Regions from separate parts of the Anser cygnoides genome. Here regions 2 and 3 are each linked to region 1. The links are chromatin contacts, called in public Hi-C maps. All regions are on one chromosome and are shown on one strand. The core of a region is the stretch at or near the end of the contact, and the rest is flanking DNA. Distances in the headings are between cores, read along the strand shown.

Region 1 (4,791 bases), core at 1,393-3,892:
CGTTAATACCACAGAAAATGTTATACTCGGGAAACAAAACATCTCTGATGTAGCTGCTAGTCATTCATGTTTTATTTTCACTTTTCACTTGAATCCCTCTGAAATGTAATACATGGTCAGAATGACAATTCTGACAATTCCACACACCCCCCCCCCCCACCAAGAAGAAGCATCCACAGTTTAAGGTTGTAAATCTGAGCAATTTACTAAATGATGTAAACACAAATGAAAATTAGCCAACAAAAGAAATTCAATTGAGTTAAATAGGAGGCTATTATCATACCTTACATTCTCTACTGTCCTAGTGAGACAGGTAAGAACTAACCACAGGGGACAAACAGCTATCCATTCATGTAGCACGCTATTCCAAACAAGAGATGGTAAATATAAAATAAATAGTACACAAAGATGTAACTATAGGATTGTGTGTTTCGCAGAGTATTCCATACTCTTTTTTAATCAAATTGAGCCGCACCGCAAGCATGTAAAAAATACCAGCTACCACAAGTAGATCAAATTAGGCATAAATATTTATTAAATCTTCGCTAGGATTATAATCTCATCTGTCAGGGTTTTCAGTTCTTCACTTCCTTTACTGATTTATGGAAACAAACAGATGAGATTCCCTACAGCTTGTCACCCCGTGTCATTATTTGTATTTTTCACCAATTTGGTGTAACAGCCACAGATTCAAAATGGTAGCACCCTAGATCCACTCTGCACTCATTTGGCACGCACATAAAAGTGTGCGCACGCACACACACCAGGCAAAAGGTAGCAGAAAACCCAGGCAATGTAAGTTTATTTGATTGTAGTCATTAGTGCTATACATTACAGGTTCAATCCTGCTCCCTTTGATGTTGATGGTAATACTCCCATTGAATCCATGTGCTCTGAAAGAAACGCCTGAGTTTTGCAAATTTATCATTTTGTCATCTATGCTTCGGGTCGGAATTATAACCCAGTGTTTTCGCCTTGGTTCTGAGCCAAATGATCCCTACAGGTTCAAAGAGCGCACGCTTGCCCCTCAGAGAAGCGCCGATCCACCCTCCGCCGGGGAGCCCAGCGGAGGAGGCCGCGCTGCCGGGAGGGCGCCGAGGGACAGCGGCCGGGCGCGGGTGCCGCAGCAGTGCCGGCCGCCGGGTGTCCCCGAGCGGGCAGCGCGGCGCTCCTCCCGCTGGGACCGCCATGCTGCCGGCTGCTCAAACAGCAGGAGCTGCTCGTGGGCCTCCAGGTGCTAAAGAGGATCTCCTGTCACTGCTGCCCTAACCGCAGCTCTGTCGGCGGGATATCCCAAATCCTGTCCTTAGTCACTCCTAGCGCCCGGCGCACCGCTTCCTGGCGAAGCAGGCGTCCTTCGCTCCTCAGCCTCGCTTCTCAGCCTCTGACAGAGGACGCGGAGCGGTAAGAGGCACGCTCTGCGGGTCCCCGCGGCCACCCCACCTACATCCAACAGCCTGCTCCAAGGCACTCCCACACAGGCAGACGGGCTCCCCAGCGATGGGACCGCTCCTGCAGTCAACACAAAGCCGAGAGCATCCAGCCCGCGTTCGCCGGGCACCAGGTGCTGACAGAGGCCCCTCTCCCCCTGTGCCCAAGCCGGGTGAGCGAGAACCCGCACGTCGCCGCGGGGCCGGTGCGCTGCCGGGGCGGGGGCGGCAGGGCGGGGCGGGGCGGGGCGGGGCAGGGCGGGGGGCTGCGGGGCCGAGCGCCCGGCCCCCACGGCCAGCGGCCCGTGGCACCCCGCCGGCAGGTGCGCGGGCAGGGAGGCGCGCTCCCGACAGCCCGGGGGAGAGGGGCGGGAGGCGCGTGCCCGCGGCCCGGCGGCACGCCAGGAATGCGCGCGCCCGCGGCTTCCCTTTGTCAGAGGCGGCGGCGGCGCGCGGGGCGGGGTGACGTCATGAGAAAGTGCCGGAGAGGGGCGGGGCGGGGCCGGGGAGGAGCGGGGCGGGGCGGCGGCACCGGCACCGGGAGCGGGACCGGCACCGGCACCGGCACCGGCACCGGGGCGGGAGGGAAGGGAGCGAGCGCCGCCGGCAGCCCCAGCGCGCTACCAGCGGGGCAGGGCGCTGACTGACTGACCGACTGACTGACTGACAGCCCCGGGCTCGGTCCGACGGACCGGCCCCTGGCCGTGGGCGGCCGTTGAGGGCCGTTAGGAGGCCGTTAAGAGGCCGTTAGGGCGCCGCCCCCCCCGCCCGGCGGGCAGGTAGCGGCGGGGCGGGACCCGGCCGGGCAGGTGCGGGGCGGCCCCGGGCGGGGAAGGGCCCGGGGGCCGCGGAGCCCCGCGGGGAGCCCAGCGGCGGCGCGTGCGGCGCTCGCCCCCCGGGCCGGTCCCCTTTGTGTCGGCGGGACCGGGCGGCGAGATCTGCCCGGCCCGCCCGGTAACAGCCCGGCGCCGCCATTGGCCCGTGCTAATGGGCGCTTCCTGCGGCCGCGCCGCCCCGCGCCGCGCCGGGGGCTCCCCCGGGCCCCGCGCCAACGCCGCTCCCGCCGGCCCCGGCCCCGGCCCCGCGTGTGAGCGGAGCGCCGGCTCCTGAGGGGTGGCCGGGGGGGGCTCGGCACCCACCCGCAGCGGGGCCGGGGCTGCGGGCACCTCCGGGCTGCTGCGGGGGGCAGGCAGCGGGAGCGCTCCCCGGAGGCGGCTCCTGCCGGCGCCCCCAGCCAGCCGCTCGCTCCGGAGGCGTTGGGAGCTTAAATGGGCTCCCTGAGTTGACTAAACGGGATCCCCGAGTTGTGCGTCGTGGGCAGGCTGAGTTCAGGCCTGCGACTGCAGGGTCACCACGTGCTGCTTTATTAAAAATCGAAACCTCCCCGGCCTCCGTACGCTGCGAGAGCAGAGCTGCGTGTCCCGCGTACGCAGCCAACAGCCAGGCGCGGGGGCAGGCATGGGGAGCGGCCGAGAAACCCCCCGGGTCGGCCCCACAGGCTGCCGAGCGCGAGGGGAACTGAGCTCCGTGGGCCTCGCACGCGGGCGAAGACAAAATGGAGACGAGCGGTCACGCACAGCACTGAGCTAGGACGGCGGGCAGATACTCCGTGCAGAGAGGTTACGTAAGCACGCAGCCGTGCACCAACATGCCCTGTGAGCCTTGGCACCGCTTCCCCCGAGGTCATGCACTGGAGATGCTGCGCGGCCCCGCAGCGTGCGTGCTGCAGCCGTGAGACCCCCGGCGCCGCCGCAAAGCCCGCCGGCAACGCTTCGGCGAGCGCCGTGCCGCGGGTGGGTGCCCCCAAGGTGGGATCAGCCCGGAGCTGATGTCTGTGCTCAGGGTGGGCCCACGCAAGGCAGCGTGAGCCCCCGTTGTTCATGGCCTTCCTGCTCTGCTTTGGGCCCAGCCGTTTCTCCCGCGGAGCAGCCGGGTTGGCTTCGCCTCTGGTATTTTCCAGTGGGCCCCGAGCTCCCCTATCAGCCCGTGGAAAAGCGAGGAGTAGTTTAAAGGAGGCTTTTTACCAGAAACAAAGCAAAGCGAGGCGTTCTCAGGTACAGGCAGCCCGGCGGGGCTGGGGGCCGGGAGTTATTTACGGCGGGGCCGTGCGGCCGCACGTCACGCGTGGACAGGCTGTCCTCGCCGCATGGCACGGCGCAGCACGGCACGGCGGCCCTGGTGGGCACGGGTGGCTGCTGGCACCCCCCCCCCCCCGGCTCATCTCCCCGTAGGTGCCGGGGGAAGCCCTGGCCACCATTTTGCTGCTCTGCTGGGATATTTTCTTCTGGGTGGCTGTGTGCGGTGGGGGTGGGGTGCTGAGCGCGGCCTGCCCGGCGTGCGCTGCCACTCGCCGCGGCTGAGTCGGCTATCACCGTGTCCCCTGCCACCCCCGTGCCCCTTCGGGAGGGTAAAACCTTGAAAGTGAAAGGGGAGGCGTGAAGGAAGGAAGGAAGGGCGAAGCACCGTCTTTGCAGGAGGGGGGGAGACCCCAACTCCTTTAAATTTCTGACCCGCAGCAAAATCATCGAGGGGCTGGGGAGGAGGAGAAAAAAAAAAAAAAAGAAGAATGAGGAAACAGGAGAAAGCTGTTCCCTTGGGATCGACTACAAAGGCTGCACGTCCAGGTCGGGAGCGCGTGTGTTTAAAGGACAGATATTCCAGGTACGCATCGGTGAGGGCAGGCACGATAATTGATAAGGGAGAGCGAGGCGCTGGTGCTGCCCGGCTCCCCCTCCTTGGCGCCCCCCGTAAAATAATACCAACCACGTCTCCCTGTATTTATATCCATGTGTGCCTGTGTGTGGCCTAGCCCCATTCATCATTTGGCTCCCACTGCAGAACTCTCTCCATTTTTAAAATTATGCATGATACACTGAAGAGACAATTTGGGTTTCCCCCACCTCTCCCTTGCCCTTGAAGAAAGCAAGCCCTTGTCTCATTTGCATTTGCATTAAAACCCTGCTCTCTATAAGCTAAGCAAAGGGGAAGGACTTGAAGCCTATGGGATGGCTTTAGGGCTCTGCCCCTTGCTTTTGGCTCTCTCTCTCTCTCTTTCTCATTCTCTCTCGTGCTTTGATCTCTGCTTAACAACAGTAACGTCACAGGGACTATACACGAGTTTTGTTGGAAGTTAGAAAGTTTTGCAGCCTCCAGAGGGCTGTAGCGGCAGTAGCAGAAGCAGCATCCAAGGGACTCCTGGAAGGGGAAGAGAGAGAGCGAGCGAGAGACTGACTCAGTCCTTGAGAAAACTGACTCGAGACGAAGGAGGCAGACATGGAACATCAGCTGCTGTGCTGCGAGGTGGAGACCATCCGACGAGCCTACCTGGATGCCAACCTCCTCAACGACAGGGTGCTGCAGA
Region 2 (4,791 bases), core at 1,253-3,752, 250 kb before region 1:
TACGAAAAGGTCAAATACTTACACAGGTAGTTCTTAATGCAGTCTCTCTTGAAAATGAGCATGGAGCTTCAAATTCAGATAAGGAACAGCAGATCTTTCTCTCTTATTTGTAAGTGCCTCTCAATTATGTGTGGCCTCAGCCTTGCTTAGGGCATTGAGATGTTGCCATCTTCTAAATATTCACCTTTCTATTGTTACTTTTTAATGCAAATACGGGAGACTGGGGAAATCTGGGTCTGTGATAGCTTTTACTTTAGACTTGTTGTTAGAACAGGTACTTTTGCCTTCTTTTGCCTTTTTTTTTTTTTTTTTAATCTGTAAACTGGGAAAACTAGTGCCCAACCTCCCAAAAGCTACCACTAGACTTAAGCAACTGATGTTGTAACTCATGGGAGATTTTGAGTAAAAGGCAATCAGTATGCTAAGCGTTGCATAGCTATTAATCTCCAGGCGAGGTTTTTCAAAGAGCTGAGCAGTCAGTGGTTGTTGTTGACTTCCAATTCAACTCCTAAAGGAAATGCCAAAATAATCAGAACTTCTGCTAGAGGCTTAGTGCTTCAGGAAATCAATCATCTGATTTGAAGATGCACGTGGTCAACTGAGTTCTTCTGAGAATCTGGCCCCTAACGGCTATATTTAAGGTTGGCACATCCTTCTTACACAACTGGCATGCTAAATATTTTAAAAAGCTCTTCTTTCATTTTTCTCTTGTTTCTGAAAAGCAATGTTTACAATACAAGCTTTGAAATATATTTCCTTCTTATTTTGCTCCCCAGGAGACCAAAGTCTCCTATTTATGAGCAGAACAGGCAATTACAGCCTGCAGTTCCCCACCCAGTTCTATCAATATGCCTGCATCTTGACCTGGGGGTTAGGAAGTGGTTTGTTCTCTATCCCAATCAGTCCTCAGCTATCAAGAAGTGTTTTTTCTCACGCAATATCACCAACTAGCAACCAAATGGAATCCATTACATGACTTTGCACATATATCGTATGGTAATAACTTGAGATTGTCAAGTGAAAGTGTCCAGAACCCATTAACAACATTTTGAAGTAGTCAATACCCCTCAAAATAACTTTCAAGCCTGTTGTTGAGCAATTGATTGTGTCCACAGTCTTCCCCTTTAAAAAACAGAGCACAGAAGAGTGTTTTATGGCCACTGCCACAAGCATTTGAAAATGAGTCGCCATGAATAACTCGCTTTATCTCTATTTGTAAACAATTGCAAAGGATCAGATTTTTCTTCTGCTTTACTCTTGTAACTAGAGCAAGTCAGATGCGTATATAACTTGGATCTGTAACCACCAGTAGACTTTCGCTTGTATTAGCTTTCAGGTTGTTTGCATTTGTTTTGTTTTGGAAAAATGTACATTCCAAGTGATCAAACCCTCAAATATTTGTTAGGAAGAGCCTTTGTTACGCCTGTCCTCAGTTATGAAAGCATGAAGTGTTTTCACAAAAAAAAAATGATCTATAAGAACGAACTATGAAAGCTATGACTGATGCTGAGAAAAGAAAACAAGTCAAACTTGTTCTTAAAAACTCCCCCATTCTTCTGGGAATTTAGGACCATTTCTTAACACATAGTAGTATGTGTAGTAGTACATATGCCCCTGTAGTACCTAGATACAACAGAAAGAATGGATTTCCTATCCCTTTTTTCCCCTCTAATTTATTGTATTCCAACACAATTTTTGTGTGAGATTTATCTGGATTATACTGACTTGCCATGCTCTTGGCAGCAGTGTTGCTTCCTATATTTAATCTTCCTTAAGACCGCTCAAATTGTTGTATTAGGCATGCCTGTTATATTCATTTTGAGTGCAGAGAAAAGGGCAGCTGCTTTAACAGTTGTCTTTTCTGTTACAGTCTTATCACAGGAGCTATAAAAATATGGATGTCTTTCAGTATGCATAATTTTATAATCATGAATAAGCTTTGTGCTGCACTGATTCTGGAGAAAATGAAAATTGCCGCTGTAGGGCTCTGTGTTGCCAGAAGCATGCGTGTACCTGCACACACAAGCACATGGCAGAGTAGAGAGAGATGTTGCAAATGTGCCTGTCTTCCTATATGCATAATATGTCCTTTAGGTGGTGCCATTGTGTTTTTTTAAGATAAGATTGCAGACTCTGAGAACATGTAGGACACGGTAACAAAAAGGACGCAGTGCACAATACATCCTTATACCCGAGGTGACTCGGAAACATCTGAGTGTACAGAGCTATCTCCACGCACAGGATGTAGTGTTGTTAGAGTAAATATAGAGCGGCTGGTGTCAACAATGAAGAAAGCAAAAGCTAGGAGAAGAATGGCAACTTGAAATAGCCAGGAATCTCTCCTTCAAAAAGCTTTCTCAGACACAGTTTAGCTTTTAAATGTTCATGTTACTGAGGAAGGAAAAGTGAAGAAATCGAGGGAAAGTACATTGCTATCAGCAACAGGGATGATCCACGCAGGCTGGATCTGAAGTGCCAGGCGACTCCAAACCCATCCCAAACCCAAGTGTGGGCATGGCGGTTGGGTTCAGGTCGCTCCAGGCTGTGGTGAGTCATGAGGAATCTTACAAGTATGCAGAGAGAAATTCCTAGGGTGGGTCTCAAAGCAAAAGTGAAATATGTTTTGTCCACATCTCAGACAATTTGTTGCTAAGTGGGCAGGCAGGGTTGCCTCATAGCAGGGATGGGGAAGGAGCAGGGAAAGCAGGAGGCTGAATGCCTGGTATCACATCTCTGGCTGGCCACTTGCTCGCTGTGCATTTTTAATACATCTCCTAAACTGCATTCAAGTTTGAAGTAGTGCTGTTTTCCTTAAAGTGATTTAACGTATTTTAGGTGCTCTGAGAATGTTGCATTAATGGGTAACACATACAAAGCGTTACTGTCGTTGTGTACATATTGTTTAGATGATGTTGTCTTAAAAATCGAGGCACCCTCTGTCCCGTGTTTTCTCACTACATACGGGTCAGAAAAGCACAAAGGTACTGTATGTCTGAAACATTTCCAGCAGCTTCCCTGGACCTGCTTCCAAAGCTCATTGAAATCTTGTTAACAGAACACTCTACCTCCCTCTGATACCTCACACTGCAAAACAGCTTTGAAGGCCTAGACTGAATAATGAAGGAAACAAGGGCATCTGGGGTCCATTATTTACCCCATTTCATAAGGCGCTTCTACAAAGTCTGCTGCCTGCCTTTTCAGATCCATGACAGAAATAAATACAAAGCCTGGAAAGAGCGAGCAAGTCAGAGTTGTCTGCTGCCCTCTCCACTGCCCCCCTCCCCTTTTCTTCCTGTTTCACAGGACACATTTGTTTCATCTCAGCTAAATGTAGTTCTCTTTCTGCCCAAGACACTTGTTCTTTCCCTTTCACAGACTGTTTATTGCAAGGAACTCCTTCTTGCTTGGGAAGATGTCTCAACACCTTTGGATGTTTCTAAAGGAGGCCAGTGTGAAGATTGCTCACTAACAGATTATTTTTTTCTTTCTTTTTTTTTTTTTTTTTTCTTGTCGAACTGACAAGGACTTGAAGACTTGACTTGCGACTGTGGCTGTGTTACAAAAACATGTGTGAAATGTCAGTAAAGTGATTCCCATCTCAGTGTGCTAATTCACAGGAGGGTATTTTAGAGTAATGGGAGTACTCTGAAATGTTAATGCATACAAAAGGCTGAAGCTGCTGTGGAGGCAACAAGGTGTGGAAATTTTTTGCAAATTCTGGAGTACCTGAGCATTTTAAAAAGGGATGGCCGAAAATGCTGCTACATTTCTTATGAAAATAAGTGGCTCTCTGGTGAAAACCTTCCAGAATGCTCGGTCAACATCAGAGCACTTGGTCTAAGCACTTAAGGCAGCTAGTATAGGTGAAGGATTGGAGTGCCTACGTAGTTACAGAGGAAATGTCAGTTGCAAACAGTTGATTGAGGAATATTTTGTGTGCGTGATTTTTTTCTGACTAGATGGTAATTTATACTGACTTCTTAGCTGCATAATTTGATGTAGTTCTCTGTATAAATATTGGCACCTCTAGCTTCTATCCACAGACTTTGAGGGGTTATACGGGGGGTGGAGCAATTATTCACGAGCTTAACCCTACATTTATTAAAGTCCTTTGTGAGAACTATCACTAAAGTTCCTTTTATTTTTATTTATTTTACCCAGATAGGACATCTCCTGCTTTAGCTGCTTCCACTTTGAATTAGCTGAACTGACAGTTCCAAATTAAGTTTGTTTCTTGAGTAAATGAATGTCTGCAAGCCATCTGAAATTGCCTTTCCTTTTGGAACAATTCAGAAATTTCAATAATGTTAATAATACCTCAAAAAAAGACCACAGCAGGATGAAAAAAATAGGAGAGTCTTTAAGTAGTTATTAATTACAGTCCTAAAACCAGCTCTAATAATAATTTATTTGTCCTAAATGAGGGCTTGGGTCTAAAAAAGAAGCCTAGACAGTGCACATCCTGAATTTTGGAGCTGCTGCAGCCTTTGCCGTTCAGTTCTAGCCATTCAAGCCATTTTCAGAAATGAGATAAGGTTTATGTTTCAGTCTCCCTGCCTATTGTTCAAGGAGTAAATGATCTTGTGTTCTCTAGTTTGGGATCAATTTTACTGGACCTTATGTGCCTGAAATGTCACCCAGAATTAATCTCTGAGGTGCAGAGGCTGTTGCTGATTTCTTTTAAGTGCACAAAGCTGCTTCCTGGTTATATTTATAAAACTAATGGGTGACTTTTTTCCTCTCAGAGAAAATGATAAATCTCGGAGTTCACCAGCATGTGTTTCAAGGGCA
Region 3 (4,791 bases), core at 788-3,287, 160 kb after region 1:
ATCATAAAATATCTCCAGTCTTGAATTAGCTGATGACTGTCAGACCAAAGTAACAGGTTTTTTCAGTAACACTGACCATTATTTAAGAAAAGTAAACCACCCTAAACGTGTTTGGCCTGCTATGTGATATTTTTTTATGATGAGAAATTGTTTCTTTTCTTCCTCCTCTTTAGATTCTTAAATAACTGTAGAATTAGTCATATGCAGCTGCCTGATTACACATGTACAGTGCTTATATGATAAGATCTTAAGTTTATATTACAAGTTATATTTGATGGGAACTGGGCACTTCCTTCCATGAAGGCTTCTTGGAAAATTCTAGTTTTTGTCTGAAAAAATAAAGTTTCCAATACTTTTCAAATAGATATAATTAACATATATGTTTTCTTTAAAAAAAAAAAAAAAAAAAAACTAAAATGATATGTGAAAAAAAGCCTATGATTTAAAATATTTTCCATGGTATATGTTAGAAAAATTTTTGAAAAGAAAAAAGAAGCTGGTGTTTGTGAAACAGTATTCATCCATAGTCCAGATTGCTGTTCACTTTGGGTGTGTGGATGATGGGGGAATACCTGTTTCCATTCTCTACCAGCCAGTCTTTCAGGCTGAGAAGTTCTCAGGCACTTTTGAAGAAATTCAGGGTGGATATCCGTGAAAGTGTATTTAGAGTACCTGAGGAACTAATGTCTTGGCGCAACACCAAAGTAGAGCAGCAGTATAGCACAGTTTGTGGAACAGGCTCAAAAATTTTAGCATTTTCTTACTGCAATTGTTTCATTCTCTTTTGCTCTGGGCACCTTCCCTTACAGTCTAAACAAAACTGCCAGGGATTAGGTTGAATCAACTAGCTGCTAATATTTTAATCCTTTTGCTGCTCATTGACCATAGCTGAACTAAGCGCTGGTCAAGTGCCATGTCACTAGTTCAATGGAATTCAGACTTTGGCACTCTGAAAAAAGCAACAGATGTGCTTTAATGATTATCTAATAACTTGTATTTTTTTTTAGTTTGCTGTGCTGATGAAATCTAATCTCATTGACCCAACAGACAAAACCGTAACAATAAGAACTTTAATGGCAAGACAAAGGACCTGAACAATACCACACTTTGGCTAGAGTCCAGAAATCAAAGCCCTACAAAATGTACTGGGAGCAACAAGCAGGTTGACTTCCATTCCATGAGCAGCTATAAAAATTAGCAATACATTATGGGAGTTAACTGCAGGACTATGACTTCAACTTGCCTTCAAATGAGCATCTGAAAAAATAGTAATAAACTACTTCTCAGATTCACGGATTGGGAACAAGGGCTGAACTCGTTGATTTCCACCAGGGTTTTAATGGGACTAAAATATCTACATGCTTTAGTCGACCTGGTACAAACTTTTTAAACACCAGAACTCGTCTGGCAGTCTTTGCAGCAGCATACACAGCTGTAAACAGATAATGTTTCAGAATTGTCTGTTAGCTTATGCTGTCACTGCTATACAGCAAATCTTCTTTTGCTATACAGTGAAATTCTTGCTTATGAAAATCTTCAAGAGACCTTTAGAAGAGTGAATAGAAGCAACTCTCTATAAGATAACTTTCACTCATCTGCCACATGGCAGGATATTTGTAATATATTCTTTTCTGTCTGAAAATACTGTCCTTAACTGTTGTGGAGCTAATCTCTTCCCTCAGGAATGCCTGGATTAGTTTAGCAGTGATACTGCAGTTATACAATTATATTGCTAAATAAGATGATTAAATGTTTTCTTCAGCCTCACATGGCTGAAGTGACTTAATAATTTTGTACTATATGGTGTTAAGCAATGACAACAACCTAAGAATCAAATCTAAGCAGGTATATCTGGACTTAAAGATTGGAGGCCCTACTTGAATCAAAAAAGTCTTTGAGTCTATTTATCTTCAGGGCTTGTGTTCTGTAGGTATACTTGTGTGGAAAGCCATTTTCCTAGTGATTCCTCTTTCCTAGCTGTATTTCCTCTGCTTTATCCGGGTTGAATTTGATCTAGCTATCTCTGTCTGGAAACTACTCTAATGTAGGCTTTGTGATATCCTATTTATATCACTGGGGACATTAATGGCAAATGGGACACATTAGGAAGTGTCACAAGTGAGTTTTCAGATGTTGAGGCCATGACTTCCCTATCTCTCCAAATGACAGCAAGTAAATATTTTGAGGTAGGGAACCTAGATAGAAGTCTTTGATCTCTATGTGTGCCCTGCAGAAGCTTCTGGAGCAGACATCAGTCATGCTAATAGACAGCTGTCAGAGGAAACGATGTCACCCATAATTGGCAGTACCCTTCTCTGAGTGCTGAAATCTGGCTAAGAAGATGAAAATGATCATTCTGTCTTCTGCAGGCTTCAAGGGAAAGGGAAAGGGGAATTAAACTTACTGGCATCTCTGAGCATTTTTATTGACAGTGTTGCTGTCAGAGGGGACTGACCGAAAGATCAGAGATGACCTGATTGACCGGATGTAGGTTGTTGTTTTAGTTTTAGCTTCTGTGAATCCTATGTGCTTTTGGAGTCACCAGAGATAAGAGGAGGAAAATGCACAGGAGGGAAATGACCTACCTTGTTGGACCTAACAATCACTCCAGCAGGAAATTTTGTTGATGTGAAGTTAGGAACCTTTAACCCTATTCAGCAAAGCTTTGGCCCATGGCATTTAATGGACATTCTGTGTTGCTAAGCAAAGAGCTATGAAACCTCAGTGATGACTACTACAAATGAAGGTATATGTTCCTCTTTCTATATTTCCAAGAGACTAATCCAGCTTTCCATGTACTCTGTAATCAATCAGTGAGCTTCAGTGATCGATCAGTGAGTTCAGGGAAAGTCTGTGACCCAAAGGCTTGTGGCCGGAGCCACAATATTAGAAATCCTCAACAGTTCTGCTGGCCAAAAATGAATCGAGCTATGGGGTTCAGCTCCAGGTTAGGACCAGGGTTACCTCATTCAGGTCTTGGTGTTATTAGGGTGTGCAATGCGTGCAAACTTTGCAAATAATTTCACCTCTGAATGTAACCATTCCTCAAACTGTGAAACTGAAGTGCTCCCCTAATTTATAAAGTTTCTTGCTGAACTTTATTTAGGCATCTCAGTTGTCCAGAATTTATATCAAAATCAATACGAGTGGGCATATCTGTCTTTTTTAACTAGCTCCATACTCTCCGTATGAACAGATGTTACCAGCACCCTGGTTTAAGCTTCTTTAATCAGCAGGGCAGGGGGCATTAGAGCTCCAGTCATTAGAACAGGTACAAGACTTTTTAATTTTCTCTTCATTCTGCAGAGAAAATTTATCTATTTTGCCAAAACTATGGTCATACAGCAATAACACATCCTTTGCTGTAAATTTGATCCTTGAAGGTAGCATTGGTTCTTGGAGCGTTGGGTTTGTTTTAACAAATTCTCTTCATGTTTTTCTGTCAACTTCTATTTTTTCTGTCAAACTCTAGTTTCCCATCTCTCCATCTCTGTGGCTTTGAAGCTTATCCCTGATAAAAGACAGCACTTATGTCAAAATACACTAATGTCATTTTGACACAGAAGTGCACAGCCTGGAAGCCATTTCACTTGGCAGAATTATCTCCTTTGGCAGACTGACCACAGCTGAGCTGAGCTGCTGGGCACTCATGTGTGTTTGTCCCACTCTTTTTGTCAGAGGTAAACCCTTGGGACTTTCATCAGCTCACATGAAATAAACAGCAGTGCAAATAATGCTGAAAAAACTTGCTAGTCTGAGACTGTTTTCTGGGAAACAGTTTCTTGTTAGTTTTGGGGAGTTAACTCGGCGCACCAGAATAATCAAGGGAAATGAGTTACAATGCCAGACACAGCACTTGCTCCTTTCTCCCCTTTTCTTCTGCTAAAGCATGTTTTTAGTGAATGAAGGTGATAAACAGTTTGAGATTACTACCAATCATCTCCTTGGAGTTTCTGAGTAACTGTTGTGCTCCTGAGTGCAGCTCATCACTTTGCTAATTACTCTCGATTATAGTCTTAATACAAGCTTTTTGCCTTCAAGAAGATGATCTCGTGACTTAGGTACTAGACTTTGGGTCTAGATTCTCTCTTCCACATCTGACTGGAGAAGCCAAAAATCTTCCTACTGCCACTTATATCAACTGTAATTCATAGGCTCTATAATTCAACAGAAGCATAAATCAAACAGTGTTTTTCTAAGAGCTCTTGCCAGTCTCTTCTTACACAGATTTTAGGAAATATAACAGCCAAGGAGTAGCTCAGCATTTGTAACATGTTTTAATATTTGTGTTAAACAAAGACAACCAGCACATCAGGTCTTCTTTATGAGAAGGCAGCATGGCTGAGAAGGCCATTAAAATGAAGTCAAGGCTTAAAATTATGACTGAACAGCTTTCCATTGAAAGATAAAAGTACTTTCAGAATTAAGACAAAATTAGTAATAATCAGTAACGTGACAAAGTGTCACAGTACTCAGAATGCATTAACGCAGAGCAATTAAGAGAACAAATCTCTCACTGCCTCCCACATTTGTGGTGGAGTTCATCATAAAAAGTCTCTTTTCTGTTTGGATTTAAATCAATACCTTATTTCGTGATTCCTGACATTTTATGCATCATTACAAATATCTTTAGAGGAAAGAAGAAAGATCATTGTCTCAATGAGAGTTGAAAGCAAGTGACTGAAATAAGAAAACAGTTGCAATATCTCAATACAGCATTGTTATTACTGCAATTTATTTTAAAACATGACTTAGAGAACCACAAAGGCCTCATCATGTTCTCAAACTGTG

What was found. Hi-C and Micro-C count contacts between places; a contact is called where the count stands out from the background.
Region 2: a contact with region 1 is called in a Hi-C map of granulosa cells, with 3 times the contacts expected there. The contact joins the enhancer-like site here to the promoter of CCND1 in region 1. A contact is called at or near these places in 3 of 7 Hi-C or Micro-C datasets (granulosa cells and liver).
Region 3: a contact with region 1 is called in a Hi-C map of liver, with 2.2 times the contacts expected there. The contact joins the enhancer-like site here to the promoter of CCND1 in region 1. A contact is called at or near these places in 2 of 7 Hi-C or Micro-C datasets (both in liver).

Annotation. Positions count from the first base shown.
Region 1 is chr5:18,863,912-18,868,702 of Taihu_goose_T2T_genome, reverse strand. CCND1 (cyclin D1) reads left to right here and starts at 2,642. Exons shown (of 6, transcript XM_048058807.2): 1 at 2,642-4,091; 2 at 4,524-4,791. The coding sequence starts at 4,704.
Region 2 is chr5:19,111,177-19,115,967 of Taihu_goose_T2T_genome, reverse strand. All of the region lies in intron 3 of LOC136790863 (a long non-coding RNA gene), which reads left to right. Among named protein-coding and RNA genes, the nearest start is that of SMIM38, 130 kb to the left of the region's middle. Within about 2 kb of position 2,502, at least 1 of the 3 cell types and tissues checked has open chromatin away from gene starts, as enhancers often do.
Region 3 is chr5:18,701,352-18,706,142 of Taihu_goose_T2T_genome, reverse strand. No RefSeq gene overlaps it. Among named protein-coding and RNA genes, the nearest start is that of ANO1, 56 kb to the right of the region's middle. Within about 2 kb of position 2,037, at least 2 of the 3 cell types and tissues checked have open chromatin away from gene starts, as enhancers often do. A contact at or near this core is called in liver, where this site is marked.